Linked DNA regions of Oryctolagus cuniculus: region 2 is linked to region 1. Evidence: chromatin contacts called from public Hi-C data. All regions are on one chromosome and are shown on one strand. Each heading gives the region's core, a stretch centred on a gene start, on an enhancer-like site or on the middle of the called end of the contact. The rest is flanking DNA. Distances are from core to core; before and after follow the strand shown. Region 1 overlaps LOC103350144 (a long non-coding RNA gene). Region 2 overlaps LOC103350144 (a long non-coding RNA gene).

The links. A called contact is a pair of places that touch in the nucleus more often than the background predicts.
Region 2: a Hi-C map of an unstated tissue shows a contact between it and region 1, with 2.1 times the contacts expected there. The contact joins two enhancer-like sites. A contact is called at or near these places in 2 of 6 Hi-C or Micro-C datasets (psoas muscle and an unstated tissue).

What each region holds. Positions count from the first base shown.
Region 1 is chr7:92,572,654-92,579,338 of mOryCun1.1, forward strand. The region is part of intron 1 of LOC103350144 (a long non-coding RNA gene); the gene reads left to right. Among named protein-coding and RNA genes, the nearest start is that of ADGRL4, 130 kb to the right of the region's middle. Within about 2 kb of position 2,553, at least 1 of the 8 cell types and tissues checked has an H3K27ac peak or open chromatin away from gene starts, as enhancers often do.
Region 2 is chr7:92,640,816-92,647,500 of mOryCun1.1, forward strand. LOC103350144 (a long non-coding RNA gene) reads left to right here. Exons shown (of 7, transcript XR_001794514.3): 7 at 691-1,015. Among named protein-coding and RNA genes, the nearest start is that of ADGRL4, 62 kb to the right of the region's middle. Within about 2 kb of position 3,671, at least 2 of the 8 cell types and tissues checked have an H3K27ac peak or open chromatin away from gene starts, as enhancers often do.

The DNA.
Region 1 (6,685 bases), core at 1,303-3,802:
TGATGAACTTTATGTGCCTGAGTCAGATAATACAAAAAAGAGCAGGAGAGCCCTTGTATCGTTTTCCAGCAGGTTACAAATTGTCCTGAGAATAAATAACGGATGTTGTTTATGGAAATACTCCCAGTGGGGACATAGATATTTTGTGGAATTTCCACTTATTGCTGGCAATCCAAGAAAGAGTAGAGGTTTATTTCTCATTGTTGGCTTTTTCCCTACTAGAACATTTTCGGGAAACTCGGCAATTTTAATTAAGACATGCATGTTCAGGTTTTCAAAAATATTAAAATTCGGTTTTTAAATGGCCTTGGTTTACAAGGCTACTTTAAGCATGATGAGGTCATCTCTATCCCCTTGATATAGGTGAGGAAAGATGCTCAGTACTATTTGCCATGATGATTGTCCCTGATGTTTTCCTCTGCATGACAAGGAATATAATGATAATAATGTAATTAAGATTTACTGAGCATTTACTACTTACAAGACACTGGATTAAATGTTTTACATTCATTATCACACTTAATCCTCACTCTAACTCTGGGAGTTAGGTAGCATTATTATCCCTTTACAAAATGGATGATAAAGCTGTAGTTTCAAGAGGTTAATTAATTTGTCAAATATTACTCATTTTAATCATGGGTAGAACTGGACTTGAATTTAGGTCTCTCTGATGGCAAAGCTATAAAAGATCTCTGTATGCAGTTTACTATTCTCCAAACTGATTATTTAAATTTTCACTAATTGCAGTTGCAGATAATTAGCATACAAAAGGTATCTCAGAGAAATTATTTAATTTCATAAATTTGGGGCAGGATACTGATGGCTTTTCCTCAAGCAGTTCCTTTGACTCCCGTGGATGGTGAGGGTGGTCATTAGTACGCATTCTTCGCAGCCTGCAGGTGTTTAACTCCCAGTTTGCTATCACTGAAGCATCTCTGCTGGCTGTCCAATAAAACAAGAGTTGAAACAGTTATAAGCATCTACTCCTGGTTGCTCTTATCTTGTCACCAATCACTCATTGATTATTGCCTCAGCTAAGTCTAGGTTTGCAAATCCTTCTCATCAAAGTAGTTCTTCATCAGTTCAGCAACCCGTGCGGTTGGTTAGTCCACTTCCATCACACATGTGTAAGGTGGGAGTTAGACTAGAATTTGTCACACCTAGTTGTAGAGGAACACATAAAAGCTCTCTTAAAACTCTGTAGAAGACCACTATCAACTGGTTTGATGAAAAAGGACAAGAAATTCTTTTAATCTGGGGCAACAGAGAGGATTGGACTCAAAACACAGCCTTTACAAAAAACTATCTTCATTTGAATACTTGCTCATCTGCTATCTTGAAGTCTTAAAGTGGCTAAGGAAATTCAAAATCCTTAAAGTGATTCTAAAAAATTTACTTTGTAAATGTGCATATGATGACTTGGCAAATGCCTTAATTGTTTTATATCAGTGACTGGAAGAGATTTAATTTTTTTATATCCTGTTATATCTGTTATCTATATTATTGTTTCTATTTATGTTTATATTTTAGTTAACTTTATACTAGCTCCCTCAGTTTATTGAATATCTTTCAGAAATTTTTCTTTAAATTTACTCAACATTCTAGATACCTGTGCACCATAATAAAGTTAATGTCTTCTCTGTTTTTCACATAATTTCTTATAATTTTAAGATGATATGCACATAATATCAATTTATAAATGTTTAACCAAATCATTAACTTAAAACTTATGATAAGTCTGTATAGTGTAATGATTGAGATTATATACATGAATTTTAGGATTGGTAGTACAGACTCTCAAATTCGCTTTCTGATATGTTACAATTATATCTATTTTTTCTTTAACAATAGAAATATCGGAAATTATCATTTTAAATGTATTTGATATTTTACCAGATGGATTAAAAAACTGAGGAATAATCTTGTTTATATTTAATATTTTTGCTTTCTTTTTAAAACATAAGTTTACAGAATTCACAATTAACACATAAAAACCTGCAAAAGAAGAAAGCATTTCATGATAGCATGAAAACTACCACTTATTTGTTTAAATATCATTTAAATTTTAAATTTCTTTGAAATAATAGTAAAATATCAGATGTTCATTGTTAATATAAAATAATCTGTAGTAAGTTTTTTCATGAAACAAATATAGAAAGTAAAAATCTTTATGAAAACAAAATAGCTCATGTGCTTTATTAAGAAATTTCCACTTCCTTAGATTATCATTGTCCATTTTATTTCTTTCCTGTATTTTTTCTTGAAGAATGCAGAATTCATTATGTTAGCATTATTAATGTGTCAACATTTCTATCCTTTTTGAGAGATTTATAAATCAGTAATAAAATATGTGATGTTGGTATAAACTTGGCATATATTCGTAGCCTACAAGCATTATTTTTCCTCATTTTTTTAAGTTAAATAGTTTGGCTGATATGACACACAAAGGAGCAAAATCAAAATGTTTTGTGGCTCCTTCTGCATTACGCCCTTTTTCTAAAAAGATGTATTCAACAAAAAGGGAAGAGGAAAATCAGACAGTTCAGGATAACAACTTCAGGGAAGTCACTCCAAGCTTGCCCTGTCAAAGATGCCTGTGTTAACAGCTTCATGTGTACATCAATGCATACATAATAATAACTTTAGAACTTATTTGACTTCCACTTAGGCACAATCTAAAGAAAACATGGGAAAATATTTTCAAGACCAAATAGGCACCATAGAATTTGAGGTACTTATTTAAACATTATATCGAGAGAATTTCTTTCTTTTTATCGCCTACAATTCTGTAAAAGTGTTCACTGAATAAAGCAGTAGTAGCAACATATTACTGAAATAAGCAGCATGCCTGGATCACTCTGATCTGCTCAACACCTACAGAGAAGTCCTCTCCACACAGTGCGCTGATTCCTTGGGTGGCAGAAAACAAACAGAAAGGTTTTCATTAGTTTTGTTGTTTTACATATTTTAAACCTTAGAAAGCAACCTGAGACACACTACATTTGTCATCCCCCAAAACAAAGTTATACAAATAAACAGATACTAAAAAGTCATCCATGTCTTGTATCCAACATTCCCATAATTTTCTCATTACAAACACTTTCATGGAAATACTAAACACTTAAGGATTGAAAAGCAATAAGGAAGAATGAAAACATATATTCACCATATCCTTTTCCTTTTTCCCTTTTGTAAACAAAGTATCCAAATAACACAAAACAAGATAAATTTCATAGTGTTATCATATAGCAGATAATCAAAGGTAAGAATTAATAATAATAAATTTTCAGTATTTGGGGAAATTCAAGTTTGTTTCCTCTGAGCCACACATTTCAAAGGGGTTACAGAGACAGGAGTAATTAGTGATCCTTCCCTAAGAGACTCACTTTTCCAATTAAATATTTAGTGTTCTACAAGAAGACCATCAAACGGCCCCCTTGAAACTGTTCATTGGCTTCACAGTGATTATATTTCACTGCCAATGGCTGCCAATTTATTTTACCAAGAAATATCGGACTTTATATTTCTCTGTAGAAAATATCTTCTCTATCAAAGTATAGGGAATAAAAAGGAAATTCTTGACTGAGGGCATTATCATCTATAGACGGAAGAAAAGATGTTTCCTAGTATAATAAAACACTGCTTGGTTCTTTGTATCTCAGAAGACAGATAAGATATGTCACATCCTGTTCCAGATGGTTTTTGACTTGTTCTCATTTCATAGTGAGTCAACCATTTCAGAATCACAGGATTCCATTCCCTGGCTGAAAATCATTCATCACCAAAATCCTATAGTCAACTGAAATATATAGTGTACTGTGAGTGAATCAATGCTGAGGGTCAAGTGCAAATATTCTGATTCAAGATTTAACTCATTGCTGTTGTCTAAAAGTTCTAATGAGAATTGGAACATCATGCTTATATTCTCTGATTTGTTGTCTTCTCTCCCATTTCTTCATAACAGAAAGACTCACGTTTACAGTAAAAAAATCAACTCTTATTTAATTTTGTATGGAAGATCTGTAATCAAGAATATTTTCATTCCACAGAATGAAATGTTTTCATTCAAGTTTGTGGGGTTCAAAACAAGAAAACTGTTTCCCGTGAGTGAGTTATCAACTACACTTGCTTTCTGGCACCAGAATTCCAATCTCTATGAGTTAATGAAAGATGAGATAATGAATATCAGTGAGTATAATACACAAAGTCAGTTTTAATGTCTTACTTAAAGGAGAGAGGAGCATGTGACAGGAGTGGTGATCGAGAGCATTTAAGTGGGTTCCTCATCAAACCTACTTGTGCTTTCATGGCCTGCTCAGGGGTTGACTCAAAAGTACATTCACTCACTTATTTCACATATTTTATCGACAGTTGACCATGCCGTGTGCCTATGCTTGATGTCAGAAGCATTAATAATAAACAGCATAATTTCTTTTTAAATTTTTAAAAAAGTTGTTATTTTTTCATGTTTACAATTGGTTTCCCTAAAATATTGATTAATGAATGCTAATTAATTGCTTCATGGATACAAAAATTAATTAATAATACTAAGTTATAGCTACACTAGACTAAGAAGTTCTGGGATTCTATTCCACAGTAAGGTAACTACATATGTTAATGTACCATATGGCTTTATATAAAAAGAAAATAAAAACTAAAACATTCAATTTTGGATATTGCAGGAGTAGGGAAGCTTTTTACTGCCGAGAGCCATTTGGATATTTATAACATTATTTGGGGGCCCATACAAAATTATCGACTTAAAAATTAGCCTTCTTGGAGCTGCTGTTGTGACATAGAGGGTAAAGCCACCATCCGTAATGACAACATCCAATATGGCAGCCAGTCCAGTTTCCTTCTAATGCCCTGAGAAAAGCAGCAGAAGATGGCCCAAGTCCCTGGGTCCCTGCACCCATATGGGAGACTGGATAAAGCCCCTGGCTCTTGGCTTTGGACTGCCCAGCCTCAACTGCTGCAGCCATTTGGGGAATGAACCAGTGGATAGAAGACTTCTTTCTCTGTCTCTTCTCCTCTTCTCTCTGTAACTCTGCCTTTGAAAAACAATAAAATAAATCTTTAAAAAAATTAGCCTTCTCATGGTAAATTTATTCAAACCCACCTGTGGTTGCCGTGGCAGGGTCATACCAAATGATTTTGCAGGCCTATCATTCCTCATCATTGCAAGGAATGCAAAATGTTCTATTCTGGTGATCCATTATGTAACGTATAGATATAATGAAGCAGTGCATGAGACCCCATAAAAATGTGTAATTTCCAAGTTTTTAAATTTTTGATAGTTTTTTCCAATTTTAAATATTTTATTTCATTTTTAATAAAAATAAATCTTTATTAAGATCAAATAATTTTTAAAAGGGTCACATAGCAAACACAACTTTGTGATATAAAAATATGCATCAGAAAAATATTTGGGAAATTTAAAAATTAAATATAAACTAGGGAAATACAAACACAAAGAAAGCAGGGATAGATATACTAATATCATGTAACTTCAAAATTAAGACAAAAATCACAATATGAGAAGAGAAGGGTATATTATTTTATAAGGGTTATAATTTAGTACAAATAGCATTTAGAAACATCTATACACAAAAGTATATGGTATACCTGATTTAAAAAAAAATTATGTATACATTTGTCTTTAAATTTCAGGAGTGAGTTCTTGGCTCCTGATTTTGGCCTGACCCAGCCCCAACTACTAAGGGTTTTGGGAAGTGAACTGTGAAGGGAAGTTCTTTCAATATCTGTCTGTGTCACTCTCTCTCCATATATCTGCTTTTCAAATAAAAGTAAATAAACAAAATATTTTTTAAAAATTTGTGTCTAGTTCAAAGATAAATATTGTATTAGAAGTCCTAGTTGAAGCAATGACTTTAAATGAGGACAGGATTTCCAACAAGGGTTATGAAAATATTCTAAAATTAGAAAGCCATGATGATTGAAGGCACAATGTCATAAATATACTAAAACCTATAGAGCCATATACTTTAAAATGGTGAATTTTCCGTATGTGGATTATATCTCATCAAATCTATTAATAAATAGAAATATATTTAACCAAATATAGTAACCTAATTTTTGTTTTAAAATGACTTCCACAAATTACAAATTTCCTGCAGCTGGTAAAAGCATTCTTTGAAAAATTTCAGCTAATATCACATATATATTATAATATTAAAATACTAAGTGTTTCTCCTCTAAGATAAAGGACAAAGCAAAAATACCAACTGCTATACTTTGTTCAATAATGCACTGGAATTAAATTATCTTTTTTTTTTTTTTTACAAATACCATGCTGCTATTTTACACATAAAATTTTAAGAATTCTACAATAAAACTACCAGAAATAAAAAGTGAATTTAGCAAGGCAATATTCCAACAATTATATTTCCATATACTTGCAGCATAAATTTAGAAAATTAAATTTGAGAAGTAGCATTTGCAATAGCATCAGAATCATAAAACATTTGGGAGTAAATTCGACAGAATACAGGGAAGACGTCTGTACTTAAAATTACAAAATGTCATTTGGAAGAATTAGAAACCTAAATAAATGAAGAGATATGCCATACTCACAAACTGGAAGGTACACTATAATCAAGATACTAATTTCTCTCAATTTCATCCCCACAATCATACAGGCACTAGCAATTAATAACTACTTCTG
Region 2 (6,685 bases), core at 2,421-4,920, 69 kb after region 1:
TACAATAGCATCAAGAGGTTAAGGTATTGAAATATTTTTCTATTCTAATGACAGAAATGAGTTGGAACAGGCAACTTTCCTCCATAAAACTTGCTCCAAAATACTGGAGCAGTCCTCTGACTTCTGATAAATGTAATGGGGGGATGGTATGTAATCTATAATCATTAACAGAATCCTGAATCATGATGGTTCTTTGATGCTTCTCTGATAGTCATAGAAGATGATGAGTTCATATTTCTGTATTTAAAATGTAAAATCTTGCACAATATCCATGGTGATGTTAGAGAAAACCCTACCTTCAGTTTAGAATCACCTCCATGCAGTTGAGTCTGGAATAAATAAGGCCACCACAGTAGAGGAAAATTGAGAGAGCAAGGCAAAGAACAAATCTTTTTCTTTATTTAGGAGAGAAAGAGACATCAGAGGAAGACAAGACACAGTTACTAATGTTTCTTAAGAGCCTGGGATACTGTCCAGCAGGAATGTTGAACAGGTTGCTCTGCATTTGACTTCTCACCCATCCAATACTCACTGCAAAGATTTAGGTCTGGCACATGTAGAAGACTTTTGAAAATATTTGCAAATTAATATGGAAAGAAAAACTACATTCTCTGTATGCCTACAAGTGTGTCATGGGTTTTACTAACTTTACTTGATTGACTACATGCACTTTTATTTTCTTTGCATTAGAAATGAGCTACCAGAGGCCAGCTAAAACTATGCCTGAAGCACTGGCATCCCATATGGACACAGGTTCAAGTCCCAGCTGCTCCACTTCCCATCCAGCTCTCTGTTAATAGACTGGGAAATCAGTGGAGAATGGCCCAAGGCCTGGACCCCTGCACCCATGTGGGAAACCCAGAAGAAACTCCTGGCTCTTTGCTTCGTATTGGCATAGCTCCGACAGTTGCAGCCATTTGGGAAGTGGACTAGAGGATGGAAGACCTTTCTCTTTGTCTCTCCCTCTCTCTCTCTGTAACTCTGCCTCTCAAATAAATAATTTTTTAAAAAACGATGTACCTTGTATATAGAAAATATGGAAAAAACTAGTAGTCAGCTTCAAATTTGTGTAATTCCAAGTTTGTAAATTTTTAAAACTATGTATCAGAGACACCTGCCTTTTGTTAAAGGAATTGCTTTTAGAGCAGTTTTTATTATTATTATTGTGGCAGGATAGCTTTGTTTGAAGGCATGAGAAGGCTTTATTGAACAGAAACAACAAGCTGTCACTCTTTACAATTATATTTATTCTATCATGAAACAAAGCTTACGTGGGGAACAAAACCAACATTGTTACTAGAATTTATGTTTCAACTGTTACCTCAGTTAAACAAAATGAACCAAGTAGGTGGAAACATATGTGTTTGCTGAAGAGAGTTTTGAAATACCACTGTGGTAAGTTTTCCTAGATAAATACCATCTGTCTATCAAAAGATAGAAAGCAATCAAGACTAAAATACACACACTTGTGTGGGCACACACACACACTTGTTTTGTCTTTGTGACTGTACAAAAAAATCATTCTTTTCCCCAAGACTTTTTTTTTCTTTTTATTGTGTCTGAAGAATTTCCTTTTTCTCATTTGGGACTTCAAAATTTATTCCAGACAAAAAATCACCTGACTTGGACTCTGAGGAAGTTGATTTAAATACTCCCTTATGGGTTATCAGTGAGGTCAAGAAGCATGTTCACGGAGGTGTGTAAAGCACTGTGTTCTGATAGATGCACTGACTGTTCTGCCCTCTAGCTTCTCACAAATATCCAGTACCAGAGGAGCAGGTCATGCAGTTTCAGAGGAAGGGGTGGGTAAGTGGTATTTCCTCTTTTGTAAGAGAAAAAGGAAATCCACGCACTTAGGGTGTTTGGGTTTGATCTCCATCCTTCTGATCTAGAGCTGTCATTTGTTTGTTAGAGAGGAAAGAAAGTTGTGCACTGACCCAAAGGAAAGCCTACCATCTGAATTATGACCCCACTTCCTCCCACTGGTAGCCACATAAAAGAAACTTCTGCATTAGTAAGTATTCCAGTGGACAGGGAAAATTTGAAGAGGAATGTGATATTACACTACAATACCAAAGACGGAGGAAGAGACAAAAAATAGATGGCACCTTATGCTCTGTTAAAAGTTATCACTCAGAGGAGAGGTTAAGGAAGGAATAATAACATAAAGTGCAGTATCATGAACATACTCATTTCTGAATTTTATTCCAGGCATTTATCCATTACACCATGTTTCAATCTTTTAAGTTTTCACAAACAATTTGATGCATTCAGAAATCAAGAGAGAGGAACTAAAATTTAAGATTTCCCTTTCCTAACAGTTATTTTGGTGTTAATGCCTCACAAAAGGTAGGACTATTACCCACTCAAGTTGGAATTGATTTTGATAGAAATATATTTCATTCTGTTCTTTTCAATAGTATCAATCCATTATAATGTAAAGATAAGGTTAATAATGTATGATTGCGCAAAACAAATAGGCAAAGGACATTATATAATTTATTTTTAAGTAAAACTCTTGTTTTCTATAGTATGGCCTCTGTCTATATGAACTTACCTATCTATTCATGCTTCATAGTGAAAATCAATAGCCTATGAAAGCACAGTTATGTTATGTAATATGTTTGCAACAGATGTGACATTCCATGTGATTGAATGTGGTGAGCTTTGCTGTTTCCTTCAAGCTTGGCTGACATGGTAGATTAAATGCTACGAAAGAAGATATTTTTCAGAAAGCATTTAGTACTCCAGCCTCATTGTTTAAATCTTGTATAATTTTATATTTCAGTTTAAAAACACTATGTTAGCATTTTAGGCCTTTAAAACAATATGCAACACTATTATTGTGACAATAGGAGAAAAAATTAAGTGCATATTGTCACTGCTTGGAGATATTAATTTTATGCAATTTAAATGAACACACATTTTGTATTTTTTCTGATCATATGTTTCACTATTATGTAATTTACATTGTAGATGATATGAAAATATTATCCTAGCTATACATGGACTAGGAAATCTCACTTGAGGCACATACAAATTTTTAGTGTATTTCAATTATGGAATTTCACCAATTTTACAATTCTACAAACACTGAATATCTGAACAATTTCTTAAGATTACCTGTAGTTTTGAAGGTTATCATTTTAGTCTTATAATATTTTTATTTTAATTTAAAGAACTAGTTTATATGAAGAAAGTACTAATAACAACATAATTTTAAGAATGTTTCCTTACAAATGATAGTTCTATCTGAAAAAAATCACATAAACTGTCTAAATAACCCAATCAGTTTTACTTAATAAATGACGTTGGTGCTAACAAAGGGATGAGTAGTTTTTCTAAGAGTAGAGGAAATGTTTTTATCATACACAGTGACTTGTCCATTGTCTCATGAGTTGCTCATCCGTGCAGGACACCTGGTTAGTCAGGTTTAGATATACCATCTGTGATCGCTGTGCAGAAAAAAGCTAATTGGCCTATGCAGAGACCAAACCCCTGACCTTAGCCTCATTATGTACAGATCCAAATCAACTGTGCATACCAGCCAAAGACGTGCATGAGTGTCATAAAGTGTCCCGAATTTCCTGACATGGAAACCTTCCCAAACAAGTCACAACAGAGCTTCGGGAGCCCAAGCTGATGACTCATCCAGAGGCAGCCATGCACATCTTGGCTTCCTGAGGAAGGAACCAGAGCAGCAGGCCAGTCAACCATTGGAAGCTGATAAGGTCTAAGGCAGCACCTTCTCCATGACTCCTTTCAGTCCCCTCTGATCCTTTCTCTGAGGCACACATCTATACAAAAATTATGTAATTCTTCCAGGAATGGAGCCAAGAGCCAGATGCTTTCTGAAGAATTAGCCCTCGGGCTACTATTGTTGATGTTGCTACTAAACCTGAGATTTATTTTCTTAAAAATAAAGTTATTTTCTTGTTAAGGATATTACATTTAACTAAACACCTCTCCGGCATCAGTGATATCAGGATTTAATCTCCACTTCTAGATTTCATCCTTACATAACATCACTTGAACACATGTAAAAATGTTCTCTGTTTCATATTCTATAAATCAGGTAGCAAAGTATGGTGAGGGTGTTCAGTATTTAATGAACATGTCCCATCATTTCCATTATCATAGCTGTTGGGTTCTTCCCAAATGGAGGTTGTTTCTCATCCTTGATTATGTGATTAAAGAGAAATATTTCATATTATTCCGTATTTAAGAGATACTGACAATTTACATTTATAATATTTGCTTACAATGAAAACACCTGAAAAGAATTTGTAGCAGTGAATGTCTAGTTTATGAGGCCTATCATTATATTCACTCTGAATCATGACTTATGAAGTGTCTTTGATAAGAAGAATCATGATCAAAATAGATTTATCATCATTATAAAATATGCATGTTAGTTTACAGGCCTTGATACTAAAACTTTATTTTTCATTACTTGTATTCCTAGATGAAGTGAGGTTCAAACTTTCTGAAAATTGATTAGATGCCACCAGAAAATAGCTATATTTCATTTCCAGATAAGTGAATAAATGGACCTAATCTAAATAATATAGAGTCCATTTTAGTAACTGTTATTTTAAGCTATGAAGGAGTATAGGCAAGAAAAAAAAGGAAGCAGAGAAGAGAATAGGGAAGGAAGGAAAAAATGAGACAAGAAATTGCTTGTGGATCTTCTGCATTCTTTTTAAAGTAGGATTACATATGCTATTTAAGTTCCTCTTAAAGTACAAAATTCAAAAAAGAATAGGATAGTCATAATCTAAAACAACTTTTGTTAAAGTTACTGTGATATGAAAATACAGTCAGTAGACATTGAATGAATATTTGTTAAGAAATTCAGGTAAAATTGCTATTATTCTCTGTCACTTTCGCTCTTTCTTTCTCTTCATTCTTCCCTCTCTCATTCACCAAGGAACAAGGAAAGCATGAGTCCATAAAAAATGAGAAGGAAAGTAACTGTTATTTGAAAAGATTTTTGAAGTCATTTTCCTCCTGGTGTTGGGAGAACTTGTTATGTGAACTCCAAAAACCTGTAAAAATATTCGATATTGTACAATTGAAAACATTATGGACATCTTGAAAAAAGTGAAATACAATGTGATTTCAATCACCAAAAGTTAAACATAAAGATTTATAATAACATAACTTATAAACATATAATTCTAGACATATATAGGAGTAGGTATAAAATACTGTAATTAAAATGTCCATTAAAACACATATGGACTTAAGAGTCTCACTGAAATTCCACTATTAACTTTTAAAGGGTCTTAAAGCTGCCAGTTCAGCTGTTTAAATAATAGGAAGACTTGTAATAGGAACATATTAGGTCATTGTATTACAAAAGCCTACATTTTACACCTCTCTAATGTTAGTGTTTCTGGAATATTCCTTACCTAGTTTATTAAGAGCCCTTGCCTGGGTGTTATTTCAGCTACAGAAAGATTTCTAGGACACATGTAGATGGAGTTGGTTGGGTAGGCAGCATCAATGAAAGTATCCTTAATATCCTTTGTCTGATTAGCATGAAGTGTGCTTATGAAGGCACTGCTAGACATAGAAGTATTATAAATCTCATTTGGTTTAGGGGTTGTACTCTTACTTAGGTACTTTCTCTGTGACAATGCCTTACAGATGTAAAATAAGATGTAAAATACTGAAATCCAATTTTAATCCTCCTATTCCATATATCTGTGTGTTCCCTCAACACAATGTTTTTGTTTTTAAATAAAGGATCATAAATAAATGGAGAGCAAAGTCTCACCTCTTTAGCTCTTCCTAAAATACAGACCATTCCAGACACTTTTACAAGAGTTTTCCTGGAATATTTGCAAGAATTGACTCTCTTCTAACGCTGCTGGTCCTGGATTACGTGGGAGAAAGATCGCTGAGCCAGAAGTCATGAGGCCTACGCTTCTGCCATTGATGATTCTTCTCCATCAGCTGTTCCATCACAGCATCTCTTTAAACCTCACTATTGCAATTAACTGAAGAAAATAGAGACCAACATTCAGACATGGAAAGGCTTGAGAAAATTGTCTCTCTGTTTCAAAATGCTATTGAAATATCAGTTATTAGAGTCTCACAAATGTTCCTAAAAGACAACCTTCAATTTTTCACATCATTAACTTTGTAAAATGTAAATGAGAGTCACTTGAGATGTGTTTCTATAACAAGGTCACTATCACTTTTCCACTTGTTCTCACGTGGAGAAAAATGGATTGAGATAAAGATTTTAAAAAAATAATAAGATTGAAATTTTCCAAGCCCCTGAAGAGTGCTTTGAATGAAAAGGTCAGATATCATCAGGTCCCAGTCTCCTAGCCTCCCGACCTTAGCTTCAGGATTCTTTGCCTGTGGCAGGTGCATTTTATGTAAGTGTTCCTTTGCATCCTGTTGGCTTCCACTTCCTAGAACACCAGTGGAAGATGGCCAAGTACTTGGAACCCAGTCACCTACAAATGACTTCTGGATAAAGTTCCAGGTTCTTGGCTTTGGTTCTGCCATTCAGGGAGTGAATCAGTAAATGGAAGATCTGTCTGCCTCTCTGTATTTCCTCCCCTCTGTAACTGTGCCACTCATAAAATGAATAAATAATTTTGAAAAATTCTCTGTGCCCTGCATTTTTTTGACAGGTAGAGTGGACAGTGAGAGAGAGAGAGAGACA